Linked DNA regions of Ovis aries: region 2 is linked to region 1. A link is a contact called in public Hi-C data. All regions are on one chromosome and are shown on one strand. Each heading gives the region's core, a stretch centred on a gene start, on an enhancer-like site or on the middle of the called end of the contact. The rest is flanking DNA. Distances are from core to core; before and after follow the strand shown.

What was found. A called contact is a pair of places that touch in the nucleus more often than the background predicts.
Region 2: a contact with region 1 is called in a Hi-C map of omental adipose tissue, with 2.5 times the contacts expected there. The contact joins two enhancer-like sites. A contact is called at or near these places in 2 of 16 Hi-C or Micro-C datasets (omental adipose tissue and tail adipose tissue).

Annotation. Positions count from the first base shown.
Region 1 is chr1:68,819,106-68,823,537 of ARS-UI_Ramb_v3.0, reverse strand. No RefSeq gene overlaps it. Among named protein-coding and RNA genes, the nearest start is that of CDC7, 29 kb to the right of the region's middle. Within about 2 kb of position 2,552, at least 4 of the 54 cell types and tissues checked have an H3K27ac peak or open chromatin away from gene starts, as enhancers often do.
Region 2 is chr1:68,973,198-68,977,629 of ARS-UI_Ramb_v3.0, reverse strand. All of the region lies in intron 15 of TGFBR3 (transforming growth factor beta receptor 3), which reads left to right. Among named protein-coding and RNA genes, the nearest start is that of CDC7, 180 kb to the right of the region's middle. Within about 2 kb of position 2,654, at least 4 of the 54 cell types and tissues checked have an H3K27ac peak or open chromatin away from gene starts, as enhancers often do.

The DNA of each region.
Region 1 (4,432 bases), core at 1,303-3,802:
ACTTTCACTGGGCTTCCCTGGTGGCTCAGAGGTTAAAGCATCTGCCTGCAACGCGGAATACCTGGGTTTGATCCCTGGGTCGGGAAGATTCCCCTGGAGGAGGAAATGGCAACCCACTCCAGTATTCTTGCCTGGAGAATCCCATGGATGGAGGAACCTGGTGGGCTACAGTCCACAGGGTCGCAGAGTCGGGCACGACTGAGTGACCTCACTTTCACTTTACAACTTGTGGGATCTTAGTGCCCCAACCAGGGATTGAACCTATGCCCTTGGTAGTGAGAGCACGGAGTCCTAACCATTGAACAGCCAGGGAATTCCCTCGGATTTATTTTTAATTGACAAAGGGTGAGTAAGGGGGCATTAGTTCCCCTTACTTTTTAAGTGTGAGGACCTCAGTGAAAATACTTAAGGCCCCATTTGGTGCTCAAATGGTCTTAAAAGACTGTGTTTTACTCAGTAATATATACATCAGCTGGTTCCCAAAGAAGAGAACCTCAAATGCCACGTTATGAATATAACAGACATATTTTCAAAGCTAAAAAACTAGAATGCGTTTCTAACAATTTCACACTACTTCTAGTTAAAAAGACATTCCATACAATTTGGATGCAGAAAATGTTGGAATTCTCAGAACACATCAATGAGCACTGACATTTTTGTAATAGAAGCTGCCTCAGGAAAATCCAAGATGAATAGGGTTCTGCATGTATGAAGATGAATCGCGTTAGCAAAGCATAATAATGTATATAACGGTTTACCATAGGTATTTACACATGCTTTTAAGTCCTTACTTGGCACACAGTAGGCACTAAAACCATGACTATAATAATTATAAAATTTTTGCTCACTTGCCTCTTATACAGGGATGTTAAGGGTTACTACAAACAGAATGTCCACCAGCTGTTCTCTGTCTCTGAGGTCAGCGCAATGGGAATTGGAGTGGAGAAAAATTAGAACTGATACGGATGGGAAGGGGGTGAGAAGCTGGGAAATTTTAAGACAGACGACCACAGGAAAACATTATAATCCTATAGATTTTTAAGAATATAAGGGCTGAGATTATGTTGTTGGGGTTTGGAAATAACCCCTGGTGTCAGTCAGGTCCTTAGTCAATCCCAGTTTTGACTGAGTACTTAAGTCTCTAAAGTGTTGATACAAAATGTATGTGTGGGTTGGGGAGAACATAAAACAATCTCTACCTTCTTATGATTTGAGTATAGGGAACTGAGAAAACGATCATTTGAAATGGGATGGGATGGGACTACTGAGAGCCTACTAACAGTGGATACATCTGGCTAAGGGAGGGAAAGGCAACTACAAGTCCAAAGACCACTTTAGGGCTATGCTGAACCTAAAGCCTGGCATTAAAATCTTGCCTTCACTTACATTTCATATGCAAGGAGAGATGAGGCATTTATTTTTCCTACAATTTGGTGTCACTCCCTATAAAATAAATTGTACCAAACAGGAAAACAGGCACCCTTACTAAGAGAGGTTTTGGCTTATATCTTCCCCCCAAAAGTAAATTAATTAAATGTAACTTAAATGTATTCACTCAACAAATATTCATTGAATACTTGCTCAATAAATGCCTCAGTCATGTCCAACTCTTTGTGACCCTATGGTCAGGGTCAGGTTCCTCTCTCCATGGAATTTTCCAGGCAGGAATACTCTGAGTGTAGCCATTCCCTTCTCCAGGGGATCCTCCTCCTGACCCACGGGTTGAACCCAGGTCTCCCACGTTGCAGGCAGAATCTTGCATCTAAGCCACCAGGGAAGCCCCTAACACTTAAATGCATTCACTCAAGAAACATTCACTGAACACTTGCTGATGCTTCTTCATAATACACAATATAGAGATGTAAAGATGCTGATATTTAACACATAGAGAGTAATAATGAGTTTTTTTTTTAAGTTTAAAAAAAATTTTTAAGGGGAGTACACATTTAATATGGCCATTTATGGAGTTTTAAAAAAAAAGTTAAAATGACAAAATGGACACTCACAGAACACCAGACATTCATTTCACTAACCGTGGGGAGAAGTGTAAAGGAGCATTGCTAATACTTGTCTAAAGATTACTCATATATGTATACATACAGTGGGGCTGGTTTTTATTTCAGTCAGAACATTAGTGTGTAGGAAGACCAGCAACATGCCAGAAGAAACAGAGAAACTTCTATCGGGTGAAAAAGCAGTAAGATGAGTGTCTAGAGAAATAAGAAGGTGGCTGGATTCCCCGGACCCCTGATCTTTTGCTTACAGACAGAGCTGAAATAACAATGTGAGGCTACAGAGCCATACATCTGTTTCTGATTTACTGTCTTAGTCTTGTCCTAGTTGGAGTCATTTCTAGATCATATGCTAGTCTTCAGAGAAGTTACAGAAGGAATTTATACTAAGGGTGAATACATGATTAAGCACAGATTAAAAAAACACACCATGAATAGAACATAGATAAGAAACGTAAGCAAAAGTTCTGATCAGGAAGAACTGTCAGATGGCTCTTTCACTTTCTGATGTGTGCCACTCACCCTTGCAGCTGACAGTTACTGTTCTGATTTCAGGATGTCAGAAGCCCATCCCTTGATTCATCTTCTTGGTTCCTGCTAGAGAGTGACTTTGGCCTTCTCTAAATCAAGTACTAGAGATGATTCTAGAAGCTATTTTATCCTTGATATCCCTTCATAAGATAGGATTTAATTTTCTAGTGCTAAATCCTTACCTTCCTCAAAGAATTGCTTCAGTAGGGTACAAGATGGAATCTGCCTAAGGGATAGGACAGCATCATATGCATTCAATTTAAAAGAGCATTTTGCTCATGGTGCATCAGGATCCTAAGCCATTCACATTTTGGGTATCCCCTGAAAGGTCTAGTGGCGAGGACTCAGCACTTCCTTGGTCAGGGAACTAAGATCCTATAAGCCCTAGCACAATGAAAAAAATTTAAAAAATAAACCATTTATGTCCATTTTGTAGTCATCTCTCTTGCCTTATAAAAGTTTTGTACACACTCTCCAAATAAATTTTTATGCTCATCCTTTTGAATTCTTTTACATACCTTGATAGTTTTTTAAAGTACTCAAAACAGAGATCTGGGAAAATTCTATTCTTTTAGTTCATTTTCCTCTATTGAGGAAAAAAAATTAGCAGGTCAGTTTAAGCACAAACTATTTTGCAGTTACTTTGTTCAGAACTTCACTTTTGTAATTTTCTCACCCAACTTGAAACTGCATTTCAAAGATCATGGCTTTTCACTTCAGATCTCTAAAATGTCACTATTTACTATATACTTGCCTTAGCACTGACCTTTGTGGTTACTTTGCTGAAACTCTTGCTGTAATTTGACACAGTATTAACTACTTCTGATTACTTACCTAGTTAGTACATGGGTGATAATACCCACCTTTCAAGAAAGGAAGATAGTTCAAACACACAATTTGACAAAATTAGGAAACGGCAACATCAGTTCTAAGAATATAGGAAAAAAATCTGAACAGACAACTGACATTTCTTCCTGGTGTTAGATAGTGTTCTTTAAAGACCACAGACAGCACGCACAGTTGTAGGCGGAAACAATCCATCTGCAGACACTGGCAGACAGCATTACCCGCCAAATTTGGCCACAGTTTCTTAAGATAAATAACTTTTCGGTGACGCGAAGGGCTGAAATTACATAAACAGCAGAAATTACTAAAACCTAAGCCTACGAGTTTTGTGGGTTTCAAGATTTCATGCAATCAATATTCTGACATCTGTAACACCATTTTGTTGCTAAAATGCTGATGCCAGAAACAGATTAACAACATTACTTGATGACTTTTGTTCTGATTTTGAAATAAACTAAGTTTAATTCTTTGGAATAACCATTCTTGAGCCACATTTTCATTTAGGTCATTAAGACAACCATAAGCATCTCCTTATAAGGAAAAGTTTCATTAAAAATGCTGGAGAGCTGCAGCCTGTTTCGAAAACCAATACTTGTAGCTTGTTACATTAATAGTTCTAGATGTCTATGGCTTATTAGATGAAAATACCCATAACAGCTTTATCTCAAGAGTCTGAGCAATAAGAATTTTAAAAAGCTGACAATGAAAAATAGCTGAATATTCTGGGAACTTACAAAATAATAGGAAATGGCATTAACTAGTTATCTTCTCAGTCCTTCCCTAGAAATGACTATTCTGTCTAATATCTTTTAGGGAGATGTCTGAGTTTATAAAATAGTCTTCAGAAGGCTGAAAAACCTGAAGAATATGAGAAGCTCTTTGCTAATCTTTATCCACAAAACAGCCAAAATTGAGGCAACATTATCTAGTTGGATTGAAATTCCCTGAGAACTAATTTGTAACACTGCATATCTTTCGGAAGACTAGCTCCCTTTTCCTTCCCTTGCATAACCACCAAATTCTATTCTTAAAAGTCGAATGTT
Region 2 (4,432 bases), core at 1,405-3,904, 150 kb before region 1:
TTCCCTTCTCCAGGGGATCTTCCCAACCCAGGGATCAAACCTAGGTCTCCCGCATTGCAGGTGGATTCTTTACCAGCTGAGCCACATATTTATGGTTATTTATTCCAAAAACGTTTATTGAGGATCTACCATATGCTTGGCATATAATATACACACTTTCCTATGTTTGATGCCTTTACAATCTAATGCATGGAGAAAGGAATGGCTACCCATTCCAGTATTCTTGCCTGGAGAATTTCATGGACAGAGAAGCCTGGCAGGTGAGGGGTCAAAAAGAGCCACACCCGACTGAGTGACTAACACTTTCCCTACTTTAATTATAGCTTAAAATAAATATGAAGATACAATCTAATGCACTACTGATGTTTTGGGCTGGATAACTCTTTGCTGTGGGGTGTTGACCTGTGAATTGTGGAATGTTACGCAGCACCCCTGGCCTCTGCATACTGGATATCCTTAACAAACCCTTCTACCACCAGTCGTGACAATCCAAAATGTGTCTGGATGTTTCCAAATGTCCCCTGGAGAGCCTAGTGGGCAGAAATCACTCCCGGGTGAGAACCACTGATCTAGTAGAAGGATACAGATAAGTGAGAAGGCAATTACAGTGAATGTCATAAATATTGAAAGAAGCCAGAGAAGGGATTAATTTACAGTGTGGTTAAGTTAGTAAAAACTGTATCTTCGGTGGCCTGCACAAGCTTCTTTATCTCCCCATCCTTCTCTCTGTGCCAAATACTAATAGATGTGGGTACCAGTTAGACACCTCATTTCCCTATGGGCCTGCCCAGTCCTGCCATGTTTAGGAGAACTGAATTGAAAGTGGGAGGACAGAAGTTGTGGTCAGTTACTCATGCATAACCCGAGAAATATCTTTTTTATGAAAACCATGAGTAAACAATCTGAGGAGGGAAGTTTTGGTTCTAGAGGCAGACCAAAGTTTGCTCAGAGTACATGAAAAGATTTAAGTCAGAATGTTGATTATAGTTTGTTCTTTCTGTACAGAAATCTTTATTGTTAAAATTTCTCTTTACAGCAATGGCTAGGATTCCTTTCTTGCAATCGTACCCTTAAACCAAAAGTAAATATTGTTTTGTCTTTTCCTTTCAGCATGCCAACTCAATTATAGGGTTCCAGTGGAGATCAAACTATTTTAGTTATAGTCAGGGTTTATTGGGAATTTTGGAACACAAAAGTAAGAGGATAAAATCCTTGAACCTTGGTTCTGTAGCCTGTGCTTGTTATTGTTTATGCACAGAAAGCATGGAGGAACTTCACCTCTGGGGAAATGAGCAACAACTGTTTGTGCTTAGCTGTGTGAGAAGGCCCATATTTGGGGTAGGGTAAGAGGATTAGGTAATAATGTAAATCCATTAAGAATTTTCAAACAGTGTCATCTATCACACAGGCTTTACTGTAAAACCTACATTCTCACATACGAGGTCTCCTTAAGGGAGAATCATTATTTGAAACCTTTTGGGGATTCTGAGTGACAAAGTTTAACTTAACCATGGGTGGTTGATTGGATGGAACTCTTCCCAGAAGTGTGTATATTTCTTCCATGATGAACCCTATAGAGACATTTAAATGCTTTTGGACTTAGTTCAGCGTATCAAACCACTACTTTTTACAAATAGAATTTTGTGGTTAGATGCCCCTACTTCATAGGACTCTTGGGAATTTAAAATGAGAAAATATAAGTGAAGGCTTTTTTGTCGACTGTAAAACACTATACAGTGTACAAATGTGGAGGCATCATTGTTGTTGCTTCACTGCTGCCAATAAGGCTGGTGGGGCCAACCTCCCAGGAGACAGGCTCTTATGTGCCTTGTGTAGTTGGTATGTGTTCTGCACACTGAAATACATTTTCTTAAAAATACACAATTATTTTCGTTTTCTTAGTAATTTTATTTTAAGTATAACTTTCTCATATATCCTAATCCCAGGGACATTATGCTGCACAACTCCAGGGGGTGCCCTTCAGTTGTAGTGACTTTGTTTCATCCCGTAGCATCCCTCCCCCTAGAGCTAGACTGTGATACTCCATGCTTCATGGATGTAATCAACCAGCTGAGATGGTTAATCCTGAGAATTTAACAATCCTGTCTAGCTGTTCTATTTTTATAAACATCAACTCAAATGCTGCTTGTTTTGGTCAATTTTTCACAATTGTTTTTTTGCTTTACTTTGGCTTCCAGAACAAGGTGTGTGTTCCTTTTTTATTGAATAAAAATGGAGATGAGGAGAGGCACTAAACATGTTTACTTTTAAACTCTCGAGAACAGGGGTAGAGTCTGTGTGCCAGGACTTAACACACTTTTTCTATAAAGAGCCAGATGGTGACTATGTCCAGTTTGTGGCTTATGGAGTCCCTGCCTCAACTACTTAACTGCTGTTGCAGCCTAAGAGTGGCCGTGGACAGTATATAAATGAATGAGCCTCGTTATGTTCAAATACTTCTTTACGAATAGATTTGTACTGTGTACAATTTTCACATGTCATGAAATATTTTTTTTTCAATGATTTACAAATATAAAATTCATCTTTAGTTCACTTGTACAAAAATAAGTGGTGGACTGTGATATGCTGCCCTGTGGCCAATGATACTCTCACTGTTGAGAAGAGCACACAGCTGTGCACAAGCAGCTGCTTAATCAGTGCTTCTCTAGCTCAGGGCGCAGCCACACTCACCAGTCATTTAGCCTGCTAGGCAGAATGTGGAATCCTGGGTCAGCCCCTACCCTGATGCTTTCCAGCTGTGACCTTGGGCTGGTCACATGATAAAGAATTTCAGGCTGCTTTTTTGTAAGATAGTGATAAGAATTCTGTTTCTGCCTCCTTTATGGGGCTGGTTGAAACCTCAAATGAGATCAGGCTCTATAGCACTCTCTGAACATGAAGGCATTATAGAAATGTCAAAGCGTATAAGCATTTTCAAACAGTCTTATTCCAAAATTCCTCTGTTGCCTCTGTTTACAAAATTGTGTACATGCTAAGTCGCTTCAGTCGTGTCCAACTCTTTGCGACTCCATGGACTGCAGCCTGCCAGGCTCCTCTGTCCATGGAATTCTCCAGGCAAGAATACTGGAGTGGGTTGCCATTCCCTCCTCCAGAGGATCTTCCCTACCTAGGGATCAAAAACAAGTCTTCTGCACTGCAGGCGGATTCTTTACCATCTGAACCATCAGGGAAGCCTGATGAATCAAAAAGTACAGCAACATTCTAACTGACCTTCACTAAGCTTTCTGGTAAAGGCTCTTCTATTCCTGGCCGAGCCCTGAGGGTCTGCAGATGAATAAGATCCAGGCTCTGCCCTGGAGGTGGAAAAGATTAAGAGAATTCAGATGTGATGTGGCACCTTTATGACAAAAGAGGAAGAGGATGAGCAAAAGTGGGAGAGATTTGCCCCACTGGGGTGGGTATGGGGCTGTGAAATAGTCAGAGAACGCCTCCCCTGAAAATGCCAGCAGAGCAGGTCGTGTGGGGAGGGTCCTTGAGGGAATGGCTTGCAACTTGTGATGACATGGAACCGCCTGGAGAAGTGGGGGAGCTTAACTTCGAGGAGCCCAGCATGGCTGAGGAACCATTAGTAAAGGAGGCTGGAGAGAGGTGGGGAGAGGAAGGCAGATCACTCCATGCCATGCTCGAGAGTTTGGACTTTTTTCCCGTAAAGGAAGGGAAACCATTGAATGGTTTAATCAGGGCAATAATATAATCAGCCCTGAACTCTGCAAAAGTCATTCTGGGGGCACATATTGGGGAGGAAACATTTGGGTTGGGTGCAGTAGTGGAGACCAGGAGACCAGTTAGAGAAGCTTTGTAATAATGCACATGCATGAAGAGGAGCTGGACTATAGGACGACACTGTCAGGAGGAGGAATAAAGATGCTTTTACAGTCTGTGTATGTGTTAGAAGACTTTTTGAAAGTGGAATAATATTAAATACACTGGAGAAACATGATACTTAGAGATACTGCATCCTTTTGTAAATAAAGAAAGTGAAAGTGAAGTCGCTCAGTCGTGTCTGACTCTTTGTGACCCCATGGACTGTAGCTTACCAAGCTCCTCTGTCCATGGGATTTTCCAGGCAATAGTACTGGAGTGGATTGCCATTTCCTTCTCCAGAGGATCTTCCCAACCCAGGGATGGAACCCAGGTCTCCCGCATTGTAGACAGATGTTTTACCGTAAAGAGAAAGGTATATACACGTGTGCGTGCGCACGCACACACACACACACACACACACACACATGCATGAATTATCAGACTCAAATTTCTTAAGTTTAGGTGTTTGCTTTCAGGTTTTTTTCAGGTTAGAGAAAGTATACAATTGATCATTAACGAAGTACAGGGCTTAAAATTTCTGAGTAATCCATGTTACAGTCTTGATATCTAAATAGAATAATTGACAGACTTTTCACAAAATAAGTAT